3 separate regions of the Sus scrofa genome follow, and all the other regions are linked to region 1. A link is a contact called in public HiChIP or PLAC-seq data. All regions are on one chromosome and are shown on one strand. The core of a region is the stretch at or near the end of the contact, and the rest is flanking DNA. Distances in the headings are between cores, read along the strand shown.

Region 1 (3,188 bases), core at 71-2,570:
CTGGAGCCGGGGCCCTGGGAAGTTGGACTGGGGTATCTTGGGTGAGGCTGGTCAGAGGACCCTGGAGCTTCTCCAGCCTGGGCTGGCCCCCTTGAGCAGCTGCAGCCCCCTCATCGTGGGGTCTCTAGTGTCTGGGAGGGGACCCCCACGGTGGTGAAAAACTTTGCCCTGAGCCCAGGCAAGCAGCCTGGTTAGCCTGCTCGTTTCTGGTTTCACGGCTGGTCATATGAGCTTCCCCTTGGGAGTGTCTGAATGTCAATGAATGTCTGTGAACCATGAAATTAAGGAACAGGAGGGGCTGTTCTCCATTACCTTTTCATCCGTCTCCTTGCATCTTTGTCCTGTTCTACCACACAGGGGAAAATGTGGGCCACCAGCCACTGTGAGCTCATTCCTGAAAAGGTCGCATTGCCTTTGGTTCAGGAATGCGTGTCACCTGTTAAAACTTACTGGTTGGGCCCCATCCTTCTGGGAACCAAAAAGAATAAAATCCTGTGTCCCAAACGTGCAGAACAGAACAAGTGGAATAAGGCAGGCACCTGGTCCTGGGAGGCCATGCTTTCAACTCATGTATATTATAATGAGCTCCTGTGATTTCGAAAGCCTGGCTTCCAAACCAGACCCCTAGCGAGTGCAGAAATGCCAGGGAAACAAAGTTAAGAGTTGTGTCACCCTAAATAGCCAAGCCTTGCACTTCTTGTTTTCCATGGGGGTGAGGGGTGGCGATCCCCCTGGCCTGGTGTTCCTAGGCCCGACTGTTGCAAGGCTCCCAGACATTCTGAGCGTGGCCTGGAAGCTGGGAAGAGGTGGGAGCCCAAACAGCAGCATCCCAAAGTTCCTGGCCCAGAACAACAAGACCCCTGTGTTCAGCAGTGAGCCCCTAGGGCAGAGAAAAGAAAGAGTCCTTAATAGAGTACCCGGGAGCAGGCGCACCCCTCCCGGGTTGTAGCACTGGGGCTGACCCTCTGGCTCCCAGAAGGCTCTGTAATTTCCCCGGAAGAAGAGGAGGCTTCGCCACCAGCAGGAGGCTTTTGCTTTTCATTAAAAGGGGGAGGGGTGCGTGGAAGGGGGAAATTTGCCTCTGAGCGGTACATTTTTTCCAAAGGTCTCGTTGCATTAGCGACAGCTTATAACGTAGACAAGAATCTCCACTATAAACTGACGAAACCTGCTGTCAAAACACAGCCAGGTGCAGGGAGGCCGGCCCGGCTATAAATTGTCTTTAAGACCCAACTGGTATTTCCTCGGGTGCTTAACTGTTCGGTAAAAACAACAGCGTCAGACAGAAAAGCCCCTGATTGAGTGCGCATCTTCCCATTGGCGAATGATCAGAGGGCGTGTCCCTTCATCTCGTCACCCATTCGCTGCCGTAATTTATGTGGCTTGCTGAAGAGTTGCCTGCTCGCAGCCCTTTTCCAACTCCCCAAGTTCCTTCTCGTCTCCAGCCTTCAGAGAAGGAGTCCGCACCCTCTTGTTATGGGAACCTCACAGTGAATGGGACCCCTTGTTCTTTGTCCCCATCATTATAATATAAAGTTACCGGTGTGTTTGGTCTGGAATGACAACCAGAGCACCGAAATCGCTCCGACGCTCTTTGTTCTCGTTAAAAATTTCTGTCCACCAGCAACTGAAGTCACTCACGACAAAAGAGTCACGTTCTGCTGGTGAAGTTTTCATTCCACAGGTTACAGAGGCTTTTTGTCTTCTCTCAGGAAAGCTTGCCTCGAGGTTGGCCTCCATTTTCCTTTTTGGCCACGCTGAATGGAAATCATTTTTTTAATATGGAAATAGCTTCAGCAGCAATAAAAAGTAAGCACGAGCCCCAAAGAAGTAAAAGAAATTGGATCCAAACCTCTTTAAAGAAACACCCAACCCTATAACCTTTGGCTCTGCAAACAGTCTTAAAACTGATTGCACCATTGGTATGATAGATTATTTCCTTGTATGACTTTTTTTCTGATAATAGAAGTATTATATATTGAAATATAAAAAAGTTTCAATAAGAAAATAAAAATAAAACGACTCAGCAGAGTTCCCGATGTGGCTCAGAGGGTTAAGAACCTGACGTAGTGTGCATGAGGATGCGGGTTTGATCCCTGGCCTCACTCAGTGGGTTAAGGGTACAGCGTTGCCTGGAGCTGTGGAGTAGGTCGCACATGCTGCTCAGATTTGGCATTGCTTTGGCTGTGGTGTGGGCCTATAGCTGCAGCTCCAATTTGACCCCAAGCCTAGAAACCCTCACATGCCAAAATGCAGAAGTTTCCAGGCTGGAGATCAAACCCATGCCACAGCTGTAACCAGAGTCGCAGCAGTGACCATCCCAGAGCCTTAACCCTCTGAGCACCAGGGAATGTCCCCAGAGATAATTTTTGATAGAAATCCTGTCAGTCATTTTTTTGAATGTATGAATGTAGTTTACCCTTTTTTCTCCCTTTTTAAAATTAAAAATAATATGTTTTCTGTAGCAAGTTCAGGCAGTAGCAGAGTAAAAAAACATAAAAGCCCTTGTCCCTTTCAGTCTTACTCTGCAGAGATAATCTATGCTTGGTATATGCCTTGCACACACATTTTCTGTGCTATACATTATGTAGGTGCATATCCTTTTTAAACACATTTGGAATCTCATTATCTTATTTTTCATTTAAAAATGTGTCTTAAGCAGTTTCCCGTGTCCCTTGATATAATTGAAGAGCAATCATTTTTAACAGCTACATAGCTTTCTAATAAGTGGTACCATAATTTAATTTACTCAGACCCTCCCAATTGTTAATGTAGTTTACATTATTTCCAAGAAAGTTGCCCATTTTGCTAATTTGAAAGTTCTATAAATAGATTTTGATTTCACGACCCAAAGATTTCCTCCCACCACCCACCAGCCCATATGTCCATATATTCCAATCCCTTTTTAAACATTTATATGCAAATACATTAGAAGTAACTTCTCCCCCCAGCCTTTCTCCAGTACTTTCTTATTTTAGTTGTTACAGAACTCTCTGACTCCTCCCTTTCTTGGATTTTTCTGCTCACATTGCCTGATATCTTTTGTACATATTTATTACATTTATAATTTTCTTTCCTTTCCTAACACCTCCCCCCTTTTTTCATTATATTTTGCTTGGACTAGTGCAGGAGCTAATTGCTCTGTTAACCACCAAGCTGCCCCCCCTTTCCATCCATCTTCCACATCA
Region 2 (3,129 bases), core at 199-2,698, 170 kb before region 1:
TTTAGGCCAAGTCCTCATCTCCTAAACCACGTGGAAGCCCCAGTGATCTCCTTTTCAGTAGTTTTGTAATGATCTTGTTCTTTGGATTTCATTCATTTTAATGACTGTGAAATTGTGTTTATCCTATTCTCCATAACTTGAGAAGTTTAAAGAGAATGTCTTTCTTAAAAACGAACCCACGTATTTGATATTTTTATAAGAAGTGCCAGATTTTCTGGTCAAGAGAACTGGATATCATTTTACACAATTCGAGCCATCAGTTTTATTTGTTTAGGCTGTGCCCTGGCGATGAGTGAATGGTACTAGCTGGTGTGGAGACCTGCAGCTGGGCTTCTAGGAGCAGAGCATGTACCCCAGAGGTAGGCCATCAAGAGGCTGTGCTGAGCTCAGACCAAAAGGCCAGCAACTGGTCTTACAAAATAATGCCTTTGCGTAGGTTTCAAATCAGAAAATGTGAAGGAGGAAACAGGAAAATCTTCTTGAATCACACTGAGGAAAAAATGAAGGGGAAAGCTAATGCTATCTCTTTTTTTAAATAGGAGGATGTTGAGAAGACAGAGATTTTTTTTAATGGTCTTAATCTTCAGACTTAGGCAGAAGGCCAAGCGTGATCTGAATACAGAAAACATAGAAAGGGAAGTAAAAGTAGTGGGTTATGGAAACAACCAAATGTTTCTGAATTTCCAGGCTCTTCAAGGAATTGGTTGAATCGTGGCAGAGTTGCTGAGACATTTCTTTGTGTGTGTATTTTTAGGGCCGCAGCCGTGGCATATGGAGGTTCTCAGGCTAGGGAACCAATCGGAGCTGTAACCACCGGCCTACACCACAGGCACAGCAACACGGGATTCGAGCTGCGTCTGAGACCCACACCACAGCTCACGGCAACGCCAGATCTTTAACACACTCAGGGAAGTCAGGGATCCAACCTGCATCCTCATGGATACTAGTCAGATTCATTACCCACTGAACCACAAGGGGAACTCCTGAAACATTTTTTAGAGCTCAGTTGAATATCCATGTACCACTTCCCACATAATTCCAGAGCGTATCACCTCAAACTCAATTTTAAATAGGAGGCAGGGCCCAGCCTGCTACTCCATTATGGTTTCATGTTGGCCAGAGTAATCTAATTTTTTTTGGTAACATCAATGGGAGGCAAGCAATAGACATGATTTATCTCAGCCTTGATAAGGCATGACACTAAAGAACACATTTGGAAAATGTTTCACCAGCATGGCAAATTATTTTTTTAAGTCTCTGAAGGGCAGCCACTTTAGTGGATACAAAATTAATATAAGCTGTAGACCTCTGCACTCTGCGCGTGCACACACAAACCGTAGCATCCAGCCTGTTGACCTCCTGGTAGTTACTTCCTGTAGACAGACAGACAGACACACACACACAGGATACAGTGATCCCCACACTAGTGGAGCAGAACAGTCATCACTTAGGGGGAACAAAGAGCACCATCAGAGAAGGGCTCAGAGTCTCAGAGAGGAAGTGATTGGAGCTGCTGGTCATTTGTGTCACCTCCCCCCGCCCCCCGGCAGGACCCTGGACCCCTTGAGGGATGGGACGATCTTGTTAAAAGCTGAAGCAGGAGCTGGAGGGATATTTTTCTTGTACTTTCCAATGAATGCCTCATCTGGTGGGAAATAGACTTGTGCTTGTCTGGTCTCTAAGGCCAAGTGTAATGACTCTTCATAAAAAGAAATTACGAGGAAGTCCTTTCTTATAGCTGACCCTTGCTCCTCTTACTTAATAGCACACCTTCCCCCAAAGTCTAACTCCAGCAGCAGAAGCATCCGGAACAAGGGGGTGTTCTATTTGCTTATTTGCTTTGATACTAAGCCTTCCAGCTTTTGCTTTTCTAGGCTAGATAATCCCAACATTTTTGAGTTCCTTATTATACTTTCTCTTTTCCTTTTCTTGAATTATCTCAGTTGCTTTCTTCTGGATCAGTTTTAGTTCTCTCCATCCCTCCGATGTTGAAAAGTCCAAAAGCAGGCACAGGATACTGCAAAGGTGTCTCTGTGGTGAACATAGGATCCATTTATGGTGCTCTTAATTCTCGGCCTAGGTCTAGGCTGAGGACATTCCACGTATTGTCCCATTTAAGCCTTATAGCCTTTGCAGGGTAAGAGGCTCTTATTCCTGGCATTTGGTAGATGAGGAAACTCAGAAAAGAATGATTCTCTGTCTTTCCCATAAGAGACAGCTGACATTCAACCCTGCTCTCTGACTGTGCCATGATTTCATTCACCAATCACAGAGTCGTATAGTTAACTCTCACAGTTGTGCTGGGCACCTGATTCACTTTCCATTTATGTCATTGTAGTGCCCTTTTACTATTTTACTAACACACGGTTAGTCATTCCTTACTTCACACTGGTCTGTATGTGTTCCTGAAAATTCATCCTATTTAACTACTTTTCCAAGTTCTTTGATTCCATTTGGATTCTAACATACCCCTCCAAGAGACTGTTAGCTCTCCTAAGCTCGATTCCCTGGAGTATCTAATGAAGTCTCTTAACTGATGAGCCCCCTAGGAAAGTTGGGTGTCCCCAGGGCCCTCCCCAGTGTCATTCCCCACCCTCATCCCAACCCTGACCTGGGTTTCCATGGCAGACTGAACAGAAGGAGGCGTAGAGTGAGCAATAATGTTGGCTCTCTAGTGGCGGTGAATTTTTAAGTACTATCCATTCCAATTTGGAGTATTCACCAGAATTTCCTAGTAACTTCAGAACCAGGGAAATCTAACTTGGATTTTGTTTCAAGGCCAGGGTTTTCATGTACTCATTGCTCTTAATGAGAATCTGGGGACATTGCCAAGATGCCAGTTTATGGAAGCCATGCCTTTGGAATGAAAAAACACTACCTATGAGAAATATTCACCTGACATTGAATCGTATGGCAACCAGCATACTACACGGTACCAGGCAGGTAGATGACATTCAGTTGCTATTTATAAAGTGAGAGAAAGAATGTGTACAGGAGTCGCAATGGTGATGAGAGAAAGTTTATTGCTTGCCGATAATGTCTAGTGTGATTTCCCCAGTATTTGGACATTGGTTTAAACAAGGAAGAGTAAGATAGGAAACACCATTACAGTTATACCTGAGGTTAAAA
Region 3 (3,326 bases), core at 211-2,710, 220 kb before region 1:
GGACTCTGCATGGGTGTGAATACCAGGGACCAGGTCACTGGGGTCCATCTTGGAAGCTGGCTACCTCAGAGAGGCCTTCCCTTCCTTCTCCCTCTCCTTTAGCAAATCGCCAGGTCCTTCTAATTCTTCCTCTGCAGTGTTTCTCACCTATAACGTCATCTCAGATCTCTTTCTTCTGGAGGCTGATGGAAAAAGCCTTGGGGACCGCATACCTAAGGGAACAAGCAGAATGCATGATAATATGCCAGCAAGGTTTCCAACCCACCTTATAGGGAGAAGGGGAGTACACACCCTGGCAAGCTAGTGTTTTGGGGAGGATTTGTTCCCTGTGCATGAAAGGGAAAGCCTGTAACCACCAGGGTCACCCTAGGGAAGTGTGCTGCGTTCAAAAGCAAGACAGCACAGATACTTTCAGAGTGGCCTAAGCACCCTGGGACTTGAGACCACAATATGGGATAAGCGCCCCCTTTGCATGAGGCAGAGAAGGTCTTAGGATATCTCTAGGCAGAGGCCTCCCACTTCCCTGTAAGCATCACAAATAGGTTTAATTCAACAAGTCTACTTAGAGGAGTTCCCATCGTGCCTCAGTGGTTAACAAATCTGACTAGGAACCATGAGGTTGCGGGTTCAATCCCTGGCCTCGCTCAGCGGGTTAAGGATCCGGTGTTGCCATGAGCTGTGGTGTAGGTCACAGACGAGGCTCGGATCTGGCGTTGCTGTGGCTCTGGTGTAGGCCGGCAGCTGTAGCTCCAATTGGACCCCTAGCCTGGGAATCTCCATATGCTATGGGTGCGGCCACAGAAAATACAGAAAAAAAAAAAAAAAAAAAGGACAAGTCTACTTAGAGTGGAAGTGGATTCCTAGAGCTCAAGCTGTGGGGTCCATTCTGCTTCGTTGAGAAAGAAAACCTTGATTCTCAATGTCATTAGTCATTGTCAAAGGGAGAGGCATTACACGTGCCATGTAGACAATGGCAACATACTTACTCTCTTTCCACTAATGATACTTTTCTTCTTGGGATCCTTCTCTAAGATGGGCCTTTGAGGGAAAAAAGCAGGTGAATTTTTCAGAACTAGGCATACCTTGACCCCATATACCTGAGCTATGTGAGCTGCTAAAGCTCCCCCCACCAGTACCCATCCATCACCAGCAGCCCCATCTGGAAGAAGGTGGCTTTAGGGGGCTTTGTCCTTAGGGTCTCAGGCAGCCTGAGGCTGGAGAGTTAACCAAGGCTCATCAATTAACCGAGGATCTAAGGAGACCAGGGTGGAGCTCAGCACTCATTGAAACTGATGGAACATTCTGGGCCTTCCGTAAAAATTTGTCTTTGCTCTTGGCTCGATGATTCTGGAACACAGAATCCTATAGATTTAGAGACCACAACAGGCAGTAGAAGTCCTGCCCTTCATCCCCATTTAGCATGTGACTCAGAGTGGTCAAGGGACTTTCCCATGGCCATTTAGTGAGTCGGTAATTCAGCCAGGACCCAAGTCTGAATTTCTAAACTTCTTTCCCCGTCTCATGTCAAACCTGTGCATCATCACAGCATATACATTTCTAGGAGGTAGACTGCAACTGCATGTCTGCTGTAAGGTCCATTTTCGGCTCTTATTGTTTTCTTTGAATGACAAGGAACCTCCTCTCCCAGGCTTCCTTGCCTTTGGCTTCCTGCCAGTTTTGGCCAATGCAGGGCACTGGTGGAACATTTGAGAGCAGGAGGTGGGGAGAAACAAGGTATTTTCTCTCCCCTCTCTGCTTCTTTTGTGCATCTCTAGCAATGATGAGTCTCCTTTGGTCCCAGCGCCCGCCGGACCTTCCCACGGTGACTCTGGCTTCCGCCCAATGACCCCTGATGCTGTAAGCCTGTAACACCCAGTAACGCCAGCTCCTCCAACCTGTGGAGTCACAGCTACTTACCACTGTGGCTAATCTCTCGGTTGCCTCATTGTCCCCTGTTTGGCTTCTCAACTCTTCTGTAACTTGTATAACCAGTTCCCTGTATGAAAAGACCTAGACCAGGTTTCTCTTTTCCTTCCTGGACCCCAACTGAAGGAGCGGGGCCATCATTCTCCCTGTTCTTGCACACGGTAAGAACACAAGAGAGGTTTCGTCGTAACAACGTTAACAAAAAAGGAAAACCAGTTGCAAGAGAGGTAGTGTTCTGCCCTAATATTTACTCTATAAAACAAGCCAATTAAAACTATATCAGGTTTGCCATAACCCTGAAAAGCAAAAAGTAGAAATACTTTCCTAAGGCATCTTCCTCCGGGCCAGTCCGTGCCTCCTACACCCTAGTGTCGGAAGAACAGACCTCTCTCATCTCATAAATTTTTTTGTTTTCTATCTCTGGCCGTGACTTAATCATGGAAGGGGTTGTCCTTGATATGGGTGGGTCTGTATTTTTTAATTGTAGCAGAATGAGGCCTAACGTCATGCCATTGGTTTCCTGCACTTGCTTTGCTAACAGCTCTATCCTTGGCCTTCCCGTCACAAGCCTGGTTGTTGCGACCTACGCGCCTGTTTATATGCCAACCCTTGTTCTTGGCCTCCACACAAGGATTCCCACAAGGGTTCCATTGGCGATGGTGGTTTCCAAGATTGGGGGTATCTGCCTGCCAGCCCTGGATTTGAGACCACCAGCTTGTTTTTCTAAGCATTAATATCTCAGTGATCGCCTAAACATGTTTTCTTTTCCAGAATATTTTCCAAACGGTTCATAAGAATGTCCCTAAAACTTTTTCTCTTTTGAAGGCTTAAGGGCCTAAGGGGAGGGGCAAGGGTAATATAAATTTTAACTTGGCAGACTAGTATTTAAAACTTCATCCAAAAAATATTTTTCCCCTTTAAAACAAAACAAAACAAAACAACTCTCTTTATATAGTTAAGTAATTCATTTGGGAGAAGTTACCACTCCGCTATTCACATAGCCAGCCCTTGGCAGTTTCAATTCAAGATGCTTTGAAACTAGTCAACTACAAAGCCTCCGCTATTTTCTCTTTGAAAGCGCAACTTAACCTTCACTACCATGGTGGTGAGAAAAGTGACAACTCGTTTTAAAGATTCTTCTCCTTTGTTTCTTTGTCTTTCTTCTGCAGGCCATGTGTTTATACTATGGGATCTCCCATAAACAACAGGGCCCTTTTTCCATGCCAGGAGCCACCCGTTGCCATGTCAACATGGCAGGCTACAGTTCGAGCAGCTGCATCTTTTGTTGTTTTAACGAGTGGGGAGAATTCTGCCAAGCCAACACAGCTTCGGGAAGGTACTGTACATGTGTTCTGTGCTTCTTTATGTATTGCACACATGCTGGACACAGGAACCCCATA

Evidence for each region. HiChIP or PLAC-seq counts read pairs in DNA pulled down with a chosen protein or histone mark.
Region 2: an H3K27ac HiChIP or PLAC-seq map of alveolar macrophages shows a contact between it and region 1. The contact joins two enhancer-like sites. A contact is called at or near these places in 2 of 2 datasets of contacts at active chromatin or transcription factors (alveolar macrophages and skeletal muscle).
Region 3: an H3K27ac HiChIP or PLAC-seq map of alveolar macrophages shows a contact between it and region 1. The contact joins two enhancer-like sites. A contact is called at or near these places in 1 of 47 Hi-C or Micro-C datasets (embryonic fibroblasts) and 1 of 2 datasets of contacts at active chromatin or transcription factors (alveolar macrophages).

Annotation. Positions count from the first base shown.
Region 1 is chr10:27,186,738-27,189,925 of Sscrofa11.1, reverse strand. The region is part of intron 12 of C10H9orf3 (aminopeptidase O); the gene reads left to right. Among named protein-coding and RNA genes, the nearest start is that of MIR23B, 110 kb to the right of the region's middle. Within about 2 kb of position 1,320, at least 37 of the 83 cell types and tissues checked have an H3K27ac peak or open chromatin away from gene starts, as enhancers often do. A contact at or near this core is called in alveolar macrophages, where this site is marked.
Region 2 is chr10:27,359,065-27,362,193 of Sscrofa11.1, reverse strand. All of the region lies in intron 5 of C10H9orf3 (aminopeptidase O), which reads left to right. Among named protein-coding and RNA genes, the nearest start is that of C10H9orf3, 110 kb to the left of the region's middle. Within about 2 kb of position 1,448, at least 8 of the 83 cell types and tissues checked have an H3K27ac peak or open chromatin away from gene starts, as enhancers often do. A contact at or near this core is called in alveolar macrophages, where this site is marked.
Region 3 is chr10:27,408,300-27,411,625 of Sscrofa11.1, reverse strand. It overlaps C10H9orf3 (aminopeptidase O), which reads left to right. Exons shown (of 19, transcript XR_002336299.1): 3 at 3,096-3,262. Among named protein-coding and RNA genes, the nearest start is that of C10H9orf3, 62 kb to the left of the region's middle. Within about 2 kb of position 1,460, at least 4 of the 83 cell types and tissues checked have an H3K27ac peak or open chromatin away from gene starts, as enhancers often do. A contact at or near this core is called in alveolar macrophages, where this site is marked.